Linked DNA regions of Hordeum vulgare: region 1 is linked to region 2. A link is a contact called in public Hi-C data. All regions are on one chromosome and are shown on one strand. Each heading gives the region's core, a stretch centred on a gene start, on an enhancer-like site or on the middle of the called end of the contact. The rest is flanking DNA. Distances are from core to core; before and after follow the strand shown.

The links. Hi-C and Micro-C count contacts between places; a contact is called where the count stands out from the background.
Region 1: a Hi-C map of leaf shows a contact between it and region 2, with 3 times the contacts expected there. The contact joins the promoter of LOC123444117 here to the promoter of LOC123444116 in region 2. A contact is called at or near these places in 1 of 6 Hi-C or Micro-C datasets (leaf) and 1 of 1 datasets of contacts at active chromatin or transcription factors (embryo).

Annotation. Positions count from the first base shown.
Region 1 is chr3H:434,125,977-434,133,042 of MorexV3_pseudomolecules_assembly, reverse strand. It overlaps LOC123444117 (wax ester synthase/diacylglycerol acyltransferase 11-like), which reads left to right and starts at 5,151. Exons shown (of 7, transcript XM_045120734.1): 1 at 5,151-5,505. The coding sequence starts at 5,245.
Region 2 is chr3H:433,912,784-433,919,361 of MorexV3_pseudomolecules_assembly, reverse strand. LOC123444116 (cytochrome b561 and DOMON domain-containing protein At3g61750) reads left to right here and starts at 1,599. Exons shown (of 4, transcript XM_045120733.1): 1 at 1,599-2,111; 2 at 2,236-2,632; 3 at 3,047-3,330; 4 at 3,468-3,913. The coding sequence starts at 1,929. The coding sequence ends at 3,731.

The DNA.
Region 1 (7,066 bases), core at 3,902-6,401, 210 kb before region 2:
TTTATCGCTTTATGGGCTGTTATATTACCTTGTGGTACCATACTTATGCCTTTTCTCTCTTATTTTGCAAGGTTTATTTGAAGAGGGAGAATACCGGCAGCTGGAATTCTGGACTGGAAAAGGAGCAAGTCTGAGTCCTCTATTCTGCACAACTCCAATTGCCCTGAAAATCAACGTGGATTTTTTTGGGAATATATAAAAAATAATGGGCGAAAGAAGTACCAGAGGGGAGCTAGGGCCCCACAAGCCTGGTAGCCGCCACCCCCCTAGTGGCGGCTACAGGGATTTTGGGTTCCCTAACGGCCCACTGGCCCCCCTCTTTTGCTATATGAAGGGTTTCGTTTCAGAAAAAAAAATCAAGGCAGAGCTTTTTCGTGTATTCTCCGCCGCCACGAGGCGGAACTTGAGCAGATCCAATCTAGAGCTCCGGCAGGACGATCCTGCCGGGTAAACTTCCCTCCCGGAGGGGGAAATCGTCGCCATCGTCATCTCCAACACTCCTCTCATCGGAGGGGAGTCATCTCCATCAACATCTCATCAGCACCATCTCCTCTCCAAACCCTAGTTCATCTCTTGTAACCAATCTCCGTCTCGCGACTCCGATTGGCACTTGTAAGGTTGCTAGTAGTGTTGATTACTCTTTGTAGTTGATGCTAGTTGGATTACTTGGTGGAAGAGTTTATGTTCAAATCCTTGATGCTACTCATTACACCTCTAATCATGATTATAATTATGCTTTGTGAGTAGTTACTTTTGTTCCTGAGGACATGGGATAAGTCATGCTGATAATAGTCATGTGAATTTGGTATTCGTTCTGTATTTTGATATGATGTATGTTGTCTTTTTTCCTTTAGTGGTGTTATGTGAACGTCGACTACATAACACTTCACCATGTTTGGGCCTAGAGGAAGGCATTGGGGAGTAGTAAGTAGATGATGGGTTGCTAGAGTGACAGAAGCTTACACCCCACTCTATGCGTTGCTTCGTAAGGGGCTGATTTGGATCCACTAGTTTAATGCTATGGTTAGACGTTGTCTTAATTCTTCTTTCATAGTTGCGGATGCTTGCCAGAGGGGTTAATCATAAGTGGGATGCTTGTCCAAGTAAGGGCAGTACCCAAGCGCCGGTCCACCCACATATCAAACTATCAAAGTAACGAACGTGAATCACGTGAACATGATGAAACTAGCATGACAGAAATTCATGTGTGTCCTCGGGAGCGTTTTTCCTCCTATAATACTTTGTTCAGGCTTGTCCCTTGCTACAAAAGGGATTGGGCCACTTTGCTGCACCGTTGCTACTACTTGTTACTTGTTACTTTTCACTTGCTACGTTTCACCTCGCTACACCATCACTTGTTACCACTACTTTTAGTGCTTGCAGTTATTACCTTGCTAAAATCTGTTTATCAGAGCCTTCTGCTCCTCGTTGGGTTCGACACTCTTACTTATCGAAAGGACTATGATTGATCCCTTATACTTGTGGGTCATCATGTCATCATTCATGTAGTAATTCACCCAACACGAGCCTTCTTGGCGATGTGATTAGCATGAGCGGTAGCAAAGAAATGGTACATGGCATACGAACACATCTTTTTATCTAGTCCAATGGCATTAGGCTCAAGTTCTCGAAGCTATGTCACTTTGTGAGGAAAAACATGCAATTGTGAGGTAATGGAAATCAAGTACTAGACAAAGTGACCGAGAAAAACCGGCCAACCCAAGAAGAATACACACTTGTGAGATTTTGTGGGTTGTGGCCAAGTTGTATTGTGTCAAGTGTATAATCGTCTACCTCAATGTCATGAGAAGCAATAACAAGGTGTGAGAAAATGAGTTGTTATAGGCCCAAAGTGCATTTCTTAATATTAGCATAAATTGCTGATCTGATAACACTTCAAGTTGGATAACATGTTTGGTATGATCATCGATATGTTTGTCGTATAGTAAGATGACATCAAAGTACAAAGTAACAAATCTGCCAATGAGTTTCCTAAACAATTGGGTCACCAAGTGCATGAGAGTACTAGGTGCTTTGGAGAAGTTATTCTTGGTGTGTAAATAGTTCTCCATTCATCGTTCACATGAAGAAGTATGACGGAACTAGCAAAAGGGCTCAAACATTCGCGAGCATACCCAATGTCAAGTAGCTCGTCATGTGCGTTGAAGATGAAGGCGAGTTGGTCCTTGTTGCTGCATAGCGCAGGAAGATCCCCTGGAGTCTTTGAAGGGAAAGGATCCACGATTTCATGCAAACATGCAACATAGAGCTAGGAAGAGCGTGTGAGGTGTTAGGTAGAATGGCTTCATGTTTGTACATAAGCAGAGTGGGGCACCAATAGGTTGATTTTGTGGATAAGGGGACCATTTCTTTGTTGGCAACCATCATGGGAACACTCATATTGGGCTTTGGCACTTGCTCTCCTTTGGCGCCTCGCTCTCTCACTAGACTGACGATGATAATGATTATGCAAACGTCTTGTCAATGGTTTAGTCTTGTCGGCAATGACTTGGTCCTTAGGTATTTGGGCAAAACACATATTCCTTGTCCTTCAACTTTGAAGCTATAACTATTGTTGGGCCATTGTGGATGACATCACAGTGTAATGCCATGAGCGTCCCAAGATATGACGACAAATAGTCACGGGCATCATGTCACATTCCACCTTGTCAAGATAGGCGCTAATGTTGAAAGATACTTCCATGGTGTCATTAAGCCATTGAACCTTGTAGAGTTGTGGATGGCTCCTGGATTGAGGTGGTATCGCCAAGTTGTGACAACCACCATTATCAGTGATCACTTTGATTGATCTTCCATTGATGCTGACTCTTGTGTGAAATAGGTGGCATTTTCAGTTGGCATCATCTTGTTGTTGACTGATGAAGATCTTTGAGACAACGAGAGCGGGAATGTATTTGTATCACAAAACACTTGATCATCTTTTTCTTGATTTACTTGTTGATGACGAGTAACACGTTATAAACCTTCCATTTCTCCTTCACTTATGGACTAGTGCCCTTCATCTTGATTGACCACCATAGCGCGTATTGTGGGGCACTCAAATGATTTGTGCTCGTGTCCCTTGCATGTGAAGCACTCAATTAGTCTTGCCTTCTTGATCGAGTAACACTACATCCTTATTCAAAGGTCTCAACTTGCTTCCTCCAAGCAAAATTGAACGAGCCATGCTACACGTACGGCATATTTTGTACGATTTACATACGATAGTCATCACCTGCCGTTGGATGAATTCGTGGATGGGTGATATCGTTTTGTCTGGAAATTGTATGCACTTTTCATCGTACATACATCAATTTTGAAATTGAACCCTTCATACGCAGAGCTTGCTGCAGAGAAGACCACTTGACTTTATAGTATGCCTTCTCAAAATCCACTTTGAAAATGACGCCATCAAGTTTCTTTCAATAGATTTCATGTAAAGTTTCATTTAACACAACAACTCCCTGTAGAATGCGTCCTCGTGGCATGAAAGTAGTGTGAGATGGCTAACCATAAAACATGCAATCTGAGTTACACGAGTCGTACCCACTTTGATAGAAATCTTAAAACTAACATTGAGTAGTCAAATGGGTTTGAATTGCTCAATTCTAAATGCCTCTTCCTTCGTAGGCAATAAAGTAATAATTTCAAATTTAAGTCTGAACAACTGAAGTTGACCATCAAAAAGATCATGACCCATGGACATGAAGTCTCCCTTAATAAACTCCCAGCATCTTTCATAGAATTCCGATGGAAATACGTCCAAACCATTAGCCTTATTATTCTTCATGCGTGCGATGGTCTTAAAAACCTTCTTTTTTATAAAGAAAGCATTAAACATCGGACATGGAGTATCTGCTCCCGAGCTCATTTAAGCTCGGATGAACAGTAAAATCGGAAAAACATCAAAAAATGTTCAAAAAATTCTGAAATTCTTTTGGGACAAACTTTGACAAAAGTTCTAAATGCATGCAAAAATTTGATATGAACTAACATTTCTACAAGGCGTGGCAAAATAAACAAAATGGATGCTCTGAAAATGCGCATTTTCAGAGTGTCTATTTTATTTATTTTTTCACGCCTTGTAGAAATGTTAGTTCATGCCAAATTTTTACATGCACTTAAAACTTTTGTAAAAGTTGGTCTCAAAAAAATTTCAAAACTGTTTGAACATTTTTCAATTTTTTTTCGATTTTACTGTTCATCCGAGCTCAAATGAGCTCGGGAGCCGAAAGGCACTTTCGTTAAACATCTTATTATCTTCCGCACATAGCTATGGGATATCCCCCACCGTGCTCTAACTAAAAAACAAAACTCTCCATCGAAGCGTCCAATAGATTTTCAAAAAATTATACCAAAAAATTAGTATCGCAACATCTTATATTTATGAACAAACGTTGTAGATATGAGGATCAAGAAATGCAGACCATGTTGCAAAGTCGGGCCATGAGAATAACCGGTACTCTCCAAGGTTGCGTCGGTGAACATACAAGGCCTGGATTTGTGGTGTCCCGTTGTCGATACTTTAACGTTGCGGAGATCGTGGTTGGTAGATTTGGCCGCAGTTCTGACACGCAAGGAGTCGTCACGAGAGCGGGCACCCGTGTCGATGACCACATTCCACAGGGGGCGAGGGTCCGTCATCCCCCGGTCATGCAGGAAGGAGAAACGTATACAACACCGCCGATCAAGTGCATCACATCACTTCAAGGAAGTATAACCATCAAAGCCGGTCGCGTGTGGACTGTGGAGCTTCCCATCAGGCTCTGCGCAGAGCTCCACGTCGCTAAGCCGGCGGGTGACCTTTGCACCAGTTCAGACCTGCGCTCCTCGTGCTCGGTCGCCATGGCTTTGCCACCACAAACGAAATCACAGCTCAGCCAGTCAAAGCACACCCCGGCAGTAGTCTCGCACGTTCCGGCACCGGACCAGACGCAGACGCAGACGGAAGTTTCCCGAAAAACTCACGCCAAAGCCAACATAAATGTTTACCGAAGAACCAAAAAATCGAACCCACGGCAGCGACGCGCGCGCGCGTCACGTCCAAGCGCGCGCGCTGGCGCACCTGCCCCGCCGCGACAACCACCGTCCCGTGCGCCGTGCGTCACAACTCACAACTACAAAACGGGGCGGTCTCCGGAAACGAGCCTGCCCACTAGCACAGCACAACTACAAAACGGGGCAGTCTCCGGAAACGATCCTGCGGATTAGCACAGACGAGACGCGCGCGCGGCGACGTAAAGGATGGATCGCCGCCGCGGGAGCGCGCTGCGGAAGCGGCCGCCGGCGATAGACGCGGCGCGCGCGGAGACGGGGAGGGGCGGCGAGAGCGAGGTGGGCGAGGAAGAGGAGCCGGTGAGCCCGACGGGGCGGCTGTTCCGGGAGCCGCACTTCAGCTGCTACATCGTGTCCGTGTTCGGCCTCGGCGCGCGGGTCGACCTGGCCGCCGTGCGGGCCGGGCTCGAGGCCACCCTCGCGCGCCACCCACGCTTCTGCAGCGTCCAGGTGCGTTCGTATGCTCGCTCGCGCGCGCGCGCCATCGTTCCGTTTCGATTCATGAACAGCGTCCAGGTTCTCATGCGCCGTGCGTAGAATGCTCAGTTCGTTCGGCGATTCATATAATTGGCTGGTGACGAGGCCATGAGGGTCACTGTGTACTGTTTTTATTTTAAGCATTACTCGGCACCGAGCGCGCGCCGGTCACAACTCAATAGTTAGATTCACGGGCCGCATCGGTCTCTAATGCAGTAAAAACCCTTTGATGCAGCAAATTTATGCCACCACAAAGCAAATTTCGTCCACGGTTACAACAACAATATGATTATAGAAAAAATATCAACGTGGTCGTAGGAAAAAAAAAACGACGTTGTTGATACGTGGTAGCAAAACAAAATGTGGTTTGTAGCAAAACAATCCGGTGAACTCAGGTTGCAACTCTCACGAACGTGTATGCAACTTTTTTAATAAACGGTTGCAACAAAAATTGATATCGGTTGTAGCAAAAATTAACACGGTTGTAACAAAAATCAAACGCCGGTTATAGCAAAATATCCAACCAACTCAAGTTGCAACCAAACGTAAATGTAACTTTAATGGACAAATTGTAGCAAAATGAAAAACGGTTATAGCAAATTTAAACGTGGTTACAGTAAATCTAAACGAAAAAATGTTGCAAGCCCTGACCAGCCAGCTGCGCGGGACCGCCGAACGATTCGACCGACGCGCCGGCTGAAAACGTTTACCTTTTATTTTTTTGTGAAATATTTTTTTCCAAGTTTGTATACTATTCCTAGTTCCCAAGTTCTATGATTGGCACTTGGTAGTAAAGCGTATTCACTATTCAGCCGACCCAAACAAAACAAGGCCTACGTAGTACCTACATAGCACCTTTTAGTTATATGGTTTACATGTCATAGACTTAATTTTTTACCGAATCTTGTCACATTTATGCTGATCATTTTGTTAGCCATATTAATTTTTTACAAACATACTTTACCCAAGATTAATTGTGACCAAATTAGTCATGAATCAAACGTGCCCTTAGTTTTCTTCATCCTACTTTTCTTTCTTGAAACTAAAGGTTGGCCTTTGTTTAACAAGGGAGTGCATTTTTAGGAAATTTTCAAAAGAAGGCGATTGTTGTCACTGCGAGTGTTGGAGCTACATCACTAAATTTGGGTGGGCCACTAGTAAGAAAACCCACTATAGTTGCATTCATAACCCAGTAAGCTGTCAACCCCCCACTGTATTTTCCATGGATTGGGTGGGTCGTATCCCTTTTTCGTAACACATAGCTCCGCCAGTGGTCGTTGCTGCTGCTCCTGCATGAGGTGATAGATAAAAGAAAGGGAGTGCTAACACCTAGCACTAATACTACCTCCGTCCTAATTTACTAGGCATGTTTGTATTTTATGGTATATTTTGATCATAGTTTTAACTAATAAAATGTTAGTGCATGTCATATTAAATTCTATCGTTGAATTCGTATTGAAAAATAGTTCCAATGATTTTTTTATGACACACATTAATATTTTGTTAGTTAAATCTAAGATTCAAATTTAACACA
Region 2 (6,578 bases), core at 350-2,849:
TAATGCATACGTTTCTACCCCAGTTATTTTCACACACACATATTTAGGAAGACAAGCCATGCTGCCGGTACGTGGTGGTCAATAGCTGGAGGAGGACCGTGCGTGAAATATGGTATCTCCGACTTCGTGGTCGAAGTTCTCGAGAGCTCGCCCAAGAGCGGGATGGAGGCTCTCGCGGCAAAACCCTCTCTTTCCAACGGGGGAATGGCCTTTCTATCGACGGAGGAGCGACTGTGGGTAGGTGGGTGGCGCCGGGATCAACATGGCGGCGAAAGGGGAAGTATCGTCATGTTGCTGGTGGGCCGAATCTGGACGAAAAAATGCGTTTCTCGCTTGAGAATGGTGACCCACGCTCCAGTTTTCCTTTCACCGGAGCCCCAAAGTGGCACCAAGTGCGTTTGACTTCGTCTCGGATCGCCTAGTAAAAAATGAACTGAACCGGCGGAATTCGATGTTCTAGAACACGACTATGTCGTTTTTTCAGCGCCGACGATAAAAGGGCCTTGAAAGGGCATGTAGATGCTCTTAGCTTGGATTTCGAGATCCCTGCATCTCTTAATGCTCTCCAGGCAACATGGACATTTGCCGGTGATACTTTTGTTAATCAACGCACATTAGCTCACACCGAGAGAGAAGGCATCAATCGCACTCTAACCTTACGAAGTGTATATATATTACTCTATTATTTAACACACACAGTTGATGCTGCTCAACGACATGCCCTTGTTAGATTCAACCAGTGTTTGTTGGACGGTGTACAGTACCGGCCTGGAGATTAACATACATGTTTGTCCAAAGCTCCGTCCTCGTGTTCTACAGAAAGGCTCAAGAAAATCATCAGTATGTTTGCTTGTCTTTTCTTCTAATTTACTTGCTTAGCGACGCGTTTTAGCGCGTGGACAGCTGGGATCAGAACGTGCTTGCATGTATATGAAGTTTTTTTAAGTATAAGCTAAGGACAAGCATCTATAATTGGATCCCTTATATCCGTCTCAAAAGACTTGGATACGTTGTATGATCAGTGACTGGTCACAAAAACGCAACCCAACCAAACCCTTCATGTCCATCTCAAATGCCCGGACTGACCGACACCTTTCATATTTATCTTAAATATGAGGACGATACGAAGATTTGCGGATGCGTCCGGACACGCCAGGTCAGTCTGTCACATAAGACACCATCACACTCCGAATCATTTTTTTTACCGGTCACGTGTAAATGGTCAAACATATGAGAAAGAATATGAAAAATGCGACTGTGCAGACAAGAAATAGGAGTTAGATTTGATAGTGTTCGGTCACTCACCGAACGATCCGCGAGCGTTTAAGGTCTCAGATTTATAAGTTCCGACTGTACATGTTCTAAAACCACAAAGGTCCGTGACTCTGTGTTCACTGTGTGCCAGTGTCCATTTATTTGCAAGACAAAGCACGAAAAACAGATTAATGGCTACCGCAAACGCTCATAGGAGAAAATCTCTTACCGTGATGCCCGATCCAATAGGTGTTGCGCTCGCTTTCGTGAACCGCGTGGGGGGAATGGATCGAGGCCGCCTGTTTATTTAAAAAAAGGAAAGAGGCAAAGAAGCGGCGCATGCGCACACATGGGGATGGCATTTTTGCCACCCTCGTGTTGCGGTTTGGTTGTAGATCCAGTGACAGTGCTCGTCACAAGACAAAAAGCTCCCTGCCTCTGCCTGCAAGGCCCAGCTCACCAGCAAGGAATATCTTAAGCATACGATCACAAGCTGCATCCGTCCAGCTGCAGCCGCAGTCGCCACCCACCACCACTAGAGCCATCAAAGTGGGAGTCGACAAAAAAGAATCAGCACTTGCTTGGCTTTCCAGCTAGTAATTCAGCTTGCCGTGAAAGGTCTAGAGTAATACAGATCGAGGCCTTTCACGGCGTCGGTGGACCGGCTAGCAGCAATGGCGCGCGCGTCCGGCGTCGGCGCCGCGATGCTCGTCGTCGCGCTCGCCGCCTTGTCGGTCGTCTTCGCGCCGGGGGTGACGGCGCAGACCGGCAGCTGCGACGACGCGCTGCCGCCCGAGCTCGTCGGCAACTACTCCGGGCTGGCCTGCAGCCCCGTCTGGAACAACTTCGTGCTCCGGGTAAGCGCCGCCGCGAGCTAGACACTAGGCTGTAGATCCGGGGTGATCTTGGGGGACCGGGAGCGTTCTTGATTACAGTACCTCTGTCTGACCGAACCGATCCTGCTGTCTCCTCGTCCACCAGTACGCGCAGGGCGGGGACAACGTGCTGCGGGTGGTGCTCTCGGCGATGTACAGCTCCGGGTGGGTGGGGATGGCCTTCTCCAAGGACGGCCTCATGGTGGGCTCGAGCGCCATGGTTGGGTGGGTCGGCAAGACGGGGCAGCCCCACGTCAAGCAGTTCGCCCTCAACGGCAAGGCGCCCTCCATGGTCGTCGCCGACAGGGGATTCCTCGTCTCCAACAACCGCGACCACACCGTCCTCGTCAAGCAGGCCAAGATCTACCTCGCCTTCCAGCTCAAGTTCGACTCGCAGCTCAAGCAGCAGCAGGTGCTCTTCGCCTTCGGCTCTGCCATCCCTGTCAACGACCGTCTTGCCGAGCACCAGGGCAAGACGTCCATCACCTTTGATTTCACCACAGGTGAGTTGGGTTCCTTCCTTCGCGTCTGCTAAGCATCTAATGCAAACTTACCTTACCCAACGGAAATATAAATACTCCATCAATGCACAAACGTGATAGCTCATTATAAGTACGTTTGGAACTGTTGCTTCAGTAAATGTTAATTAGTTATGGAAGTTTTTATTGTCGAGCACCTGACAAATTCTAGCTAAATGTAAAAAAAATGCCTGTGACAGTTCAGTGTGATCTGATATGTCCTGATCGAATGAGATACCATATCTTTGACAAATCAACTGAGCAAGGCAGCTTAAACATTAGCGATGTGATGACTCAGTCACCAAGCCATCGAAACTTATTCGGTCACTTTAGTGGAGTAGTAGTTTGCAGGATGAGCCATTCCTAAGATGATGAAACAATTTGGCACTTTGTTTGCAGGCAGCTCTTCAGGTTCCTCCTTCCCGAATGGCCTAAAGAGGACTCATGGGGCGCTCAACCTGTTCGCTTGGGGTGTCCTCCTGCCCATCGGGGCCATTATCGCTCGGTACTGCAGGGGATGGGACCCTCTGTGGTTCTACCTTCATGGTGGTATCCAGTTCGTCGGCTTCATCCTCGGCCTGGCCGGCGTTGTCGCTGGAGTATCACTCTACGGAAAGATCCAAGCAGATGTTCCGGCACATAGAGGCCTTGGCATATTTGTGCTTGTGCTAGGTATCCTCCAGGTATGTGATATCTGCTTCCCTTCTTGTAACAACCATGCCACCAGCCATCATTAGTTATACAACGAAGAACAAAAATCCCGCAAAAAAAGGTTCATAAAACTGTTCTAAATGGACTGAATGTATGTGTAACCTTGCAGGTTCTTGCATTCTTCCTACGGCCCAACAAAGACTCGAAGTACCGGAAATACTGGAACTGGTATCACCATTGGGTAGGCAGGCTTGTTCTCTTCTTTGCGGCAGTTAACATTGTGGTGGGAATCAAAGTTGGAGGCGCTGGTAACTCGTGGAAGATCGGCTATGGTTTCAACCTGGCCATCCTTCTGATCACTATCATCACCCTCGAAGTCCTCGTGTGGACAAGGTGGAAAAACAACAGCGGTCCTGCGACGACGACATACTAACTATGCTTGACTAGGGTTCTTGTTTTGTGAACCACTGAAGGCCCTATAATTTTCATTCGTTTCCTTCTTCTTGTGCTGTTGCAGTAAGCATGTAATCTATTCTGCAGGATCTTGTAGCAAGGATCTGCAAGACTAGTGTATCGATGATGAGTTTTGGATTTGAAATGTAGTGTTTGAATGTAGTACTACTCCAATGTTGTTGTTTGCGTGACGAAGAGTGAATGGTGACGCCTTTCCTGGTTCGGTTAGGGTGTGTTTGGTTGAAGAATGAGGTGGAACGTAATGGAATGATTCCATGACATTCCATTCCACAAGATTACGTTTCTATGTTTGGTTGAAATAATAAATGGAACGGGTCCGCCGCCGCCGCCGCCACACATGCTCCTCGAGCCGCCGTCGCACCTACTCGGGCCGCCATCGCCGCACCTGCTCGGGCCGCCACCGCCGCACCTGCTCCTCGAGCCGCCGCCGGAGAGGGAGGGGGCGGTGCACCTGCTCGGGAGAGGGAGAGGGCGCCGCCGGAGAGGGAGAGGGCGGCGCACCTGCTCGGGCCGCCGCCGCCACACCTGCTCCTCGAGCCGCCGCCGCACCTGCTCGGGCCGGCACCGCCGCACCTGATCGGGCCGCCGCACACCTGCTCCTCGAGCCGCCGCAGACGGAGAGGGAGAGGGCGCCGCCGGAGAGGGAGAGGGCGGTGCTGGATAGGGAGAGGGAGAGGGCAGCGCCGAAGACGGTTCCGCGTGGTTCCTCCGATTTGGAGGTACCAGCGCATTCGGGGTCTTGGAGGAATATGCCGTTCCGGAGAATGAGTTGGTTCCGGTTCCTCTACCCAACTAAACACGAGAACGACCCCTCGGAACGGAATGGACCCGTTACATTCCACTTGATGAGAGTAACCAAACACACCCTTAATTTTGGGGCATGCCTCGTGAAGCCTGCTGTCATGGGCGAATCTAGTGGGGATGTCATGGGTGACATGCCACCCCCTCCAAAATTGTAAAATTAATTTTACTCTTTATGCACTAAATATAAATAGAGAAGCACTTCGGTACAACCCCCACTAAACGTATAAGGGCAGTATGGTCATTACACGTTCTGTACATTATCCGTCGCCCCATCCGCCCGCCCGTCGTACGCCCGCCCGTCCGTCGTACGTACGCCACATCAGCCCACGCGTCGACGGTTTGGTTGGAAAAAAGAAGAAAAGACCTATCTTCATCACGCCCGCCTCCGCCGCCGCGACTCCACCACGCGATGTATTTACCGCCGTCTCCGGCGCCGACGTGGCTCCACCACCCGCACGTCTCCGCCGACGCCGCGAGTCCAGCACGCGTCGCCTTCACCGCCGATAGGACTCCCCCCACCGTCTCGTCTCCACCGCCGCGAGTCCACCACGCGACGTCTTCTCCGCCACCGCCGGTACGCCGCCGCACACGTCTCCACCGGCGACGTGACCCTCTCCCTCCGCTTCGACGTCAGCGGTTGCAGTGACCGACGTGGCATCAACGTCGAACGATGTCGATCAACCCTTCGACGACGGACAGTAAGTTTTTTCATTTAATCCATACAATTTTTCATGATTTCATTGTATGAGTGTTTATTGTGACATTGACACAACACCTATTGAAAGGTTTATTAATAGAGCAAGACAACACCTGATATGCTGGCGATGAATCTAGTAGTGAGGATGAATCTTCGTCATTGAATGCAAATAAATCACTCGGACACAACTATATGAGTGAGGATGAATCATATAGTGGTAATGTAAGTGTTGTGTACGTTGACTATAAATAATGAAAATATAAGCTATTACATTAACACTTACAATTGCTATTGAATTTAAATAGGTGCATGCCAATGATGACAATGACGATTATGATATAGATGATCAATCTTATGCTGAAAGTGGAACCCATGTATGTTTCAAATATGTTGTTGTATTATTACTAACATACAAATTGTATTACCACTTACACTTTTGAATCTGCATAGAGAAATATCAATGGTGACACTGAGGCGAGAACCTTACATGATGACAATGATGAGGATGATGACAATAATGAGGATGATAACAATGATGAGGATGGTGATAATGATGAGGATGATGATAATGATGAGGATGATGACAATGCATCTAATGAAGGAAATATGAGCGAAGTAAGTTATATTACATGTTCAAATTACTCATGAAAACTCAAAACATATCAAAAGATTGACGAACATGGTGATATGTCTTATTTTGCAGGGGGTGTTGATGGTTCTAATGGGAACGATGAGCATGTTGGTGATCTTGATTTTGACCTTGACATCGGCTATGATGAATATCAGCAAGAGACATTGGATAGGCATTGGAAAGTCATGGCCAAGACATTCAGGTCAGAAGGAGAGGCGTACATGTTCTATAACCAGTACGCGAAAGATCGTGGATTCAGTATCAGGAGGGACTGGAAAAGATTTGGAAAAGGTTCCCAAAAAGTTTTACGCATGAGGAGGTATCTCTGTTCCAGGGCAGGAAAACGACAGGCAAAAATTTTAATCATGGAAGGCCGGACCCGCAGACTGAGAACGGAGAGTCGATGTTTCTGTGAAGCCCATTTAAAAGTGAAGCTTGATAGAAAGAGTGGACTTTGGTATGTCAGCAGTTTCTTCTATGATCACAACCATGTTCTTGCAAAACCGGACAAAGTCCCTTTCCTCCGGTCTCACAATGTGATCAAAGATTTCCAGAAAGCAGAGATTTTAGCTATGGCAGGAGTTGTGATAAGAAAGCATATCATTTTTGATAACTTTGTCAGCTTGTACGGTTCGTACGCTAAGACAGGGTCTGGAAGGAGGAAATTGTATAAT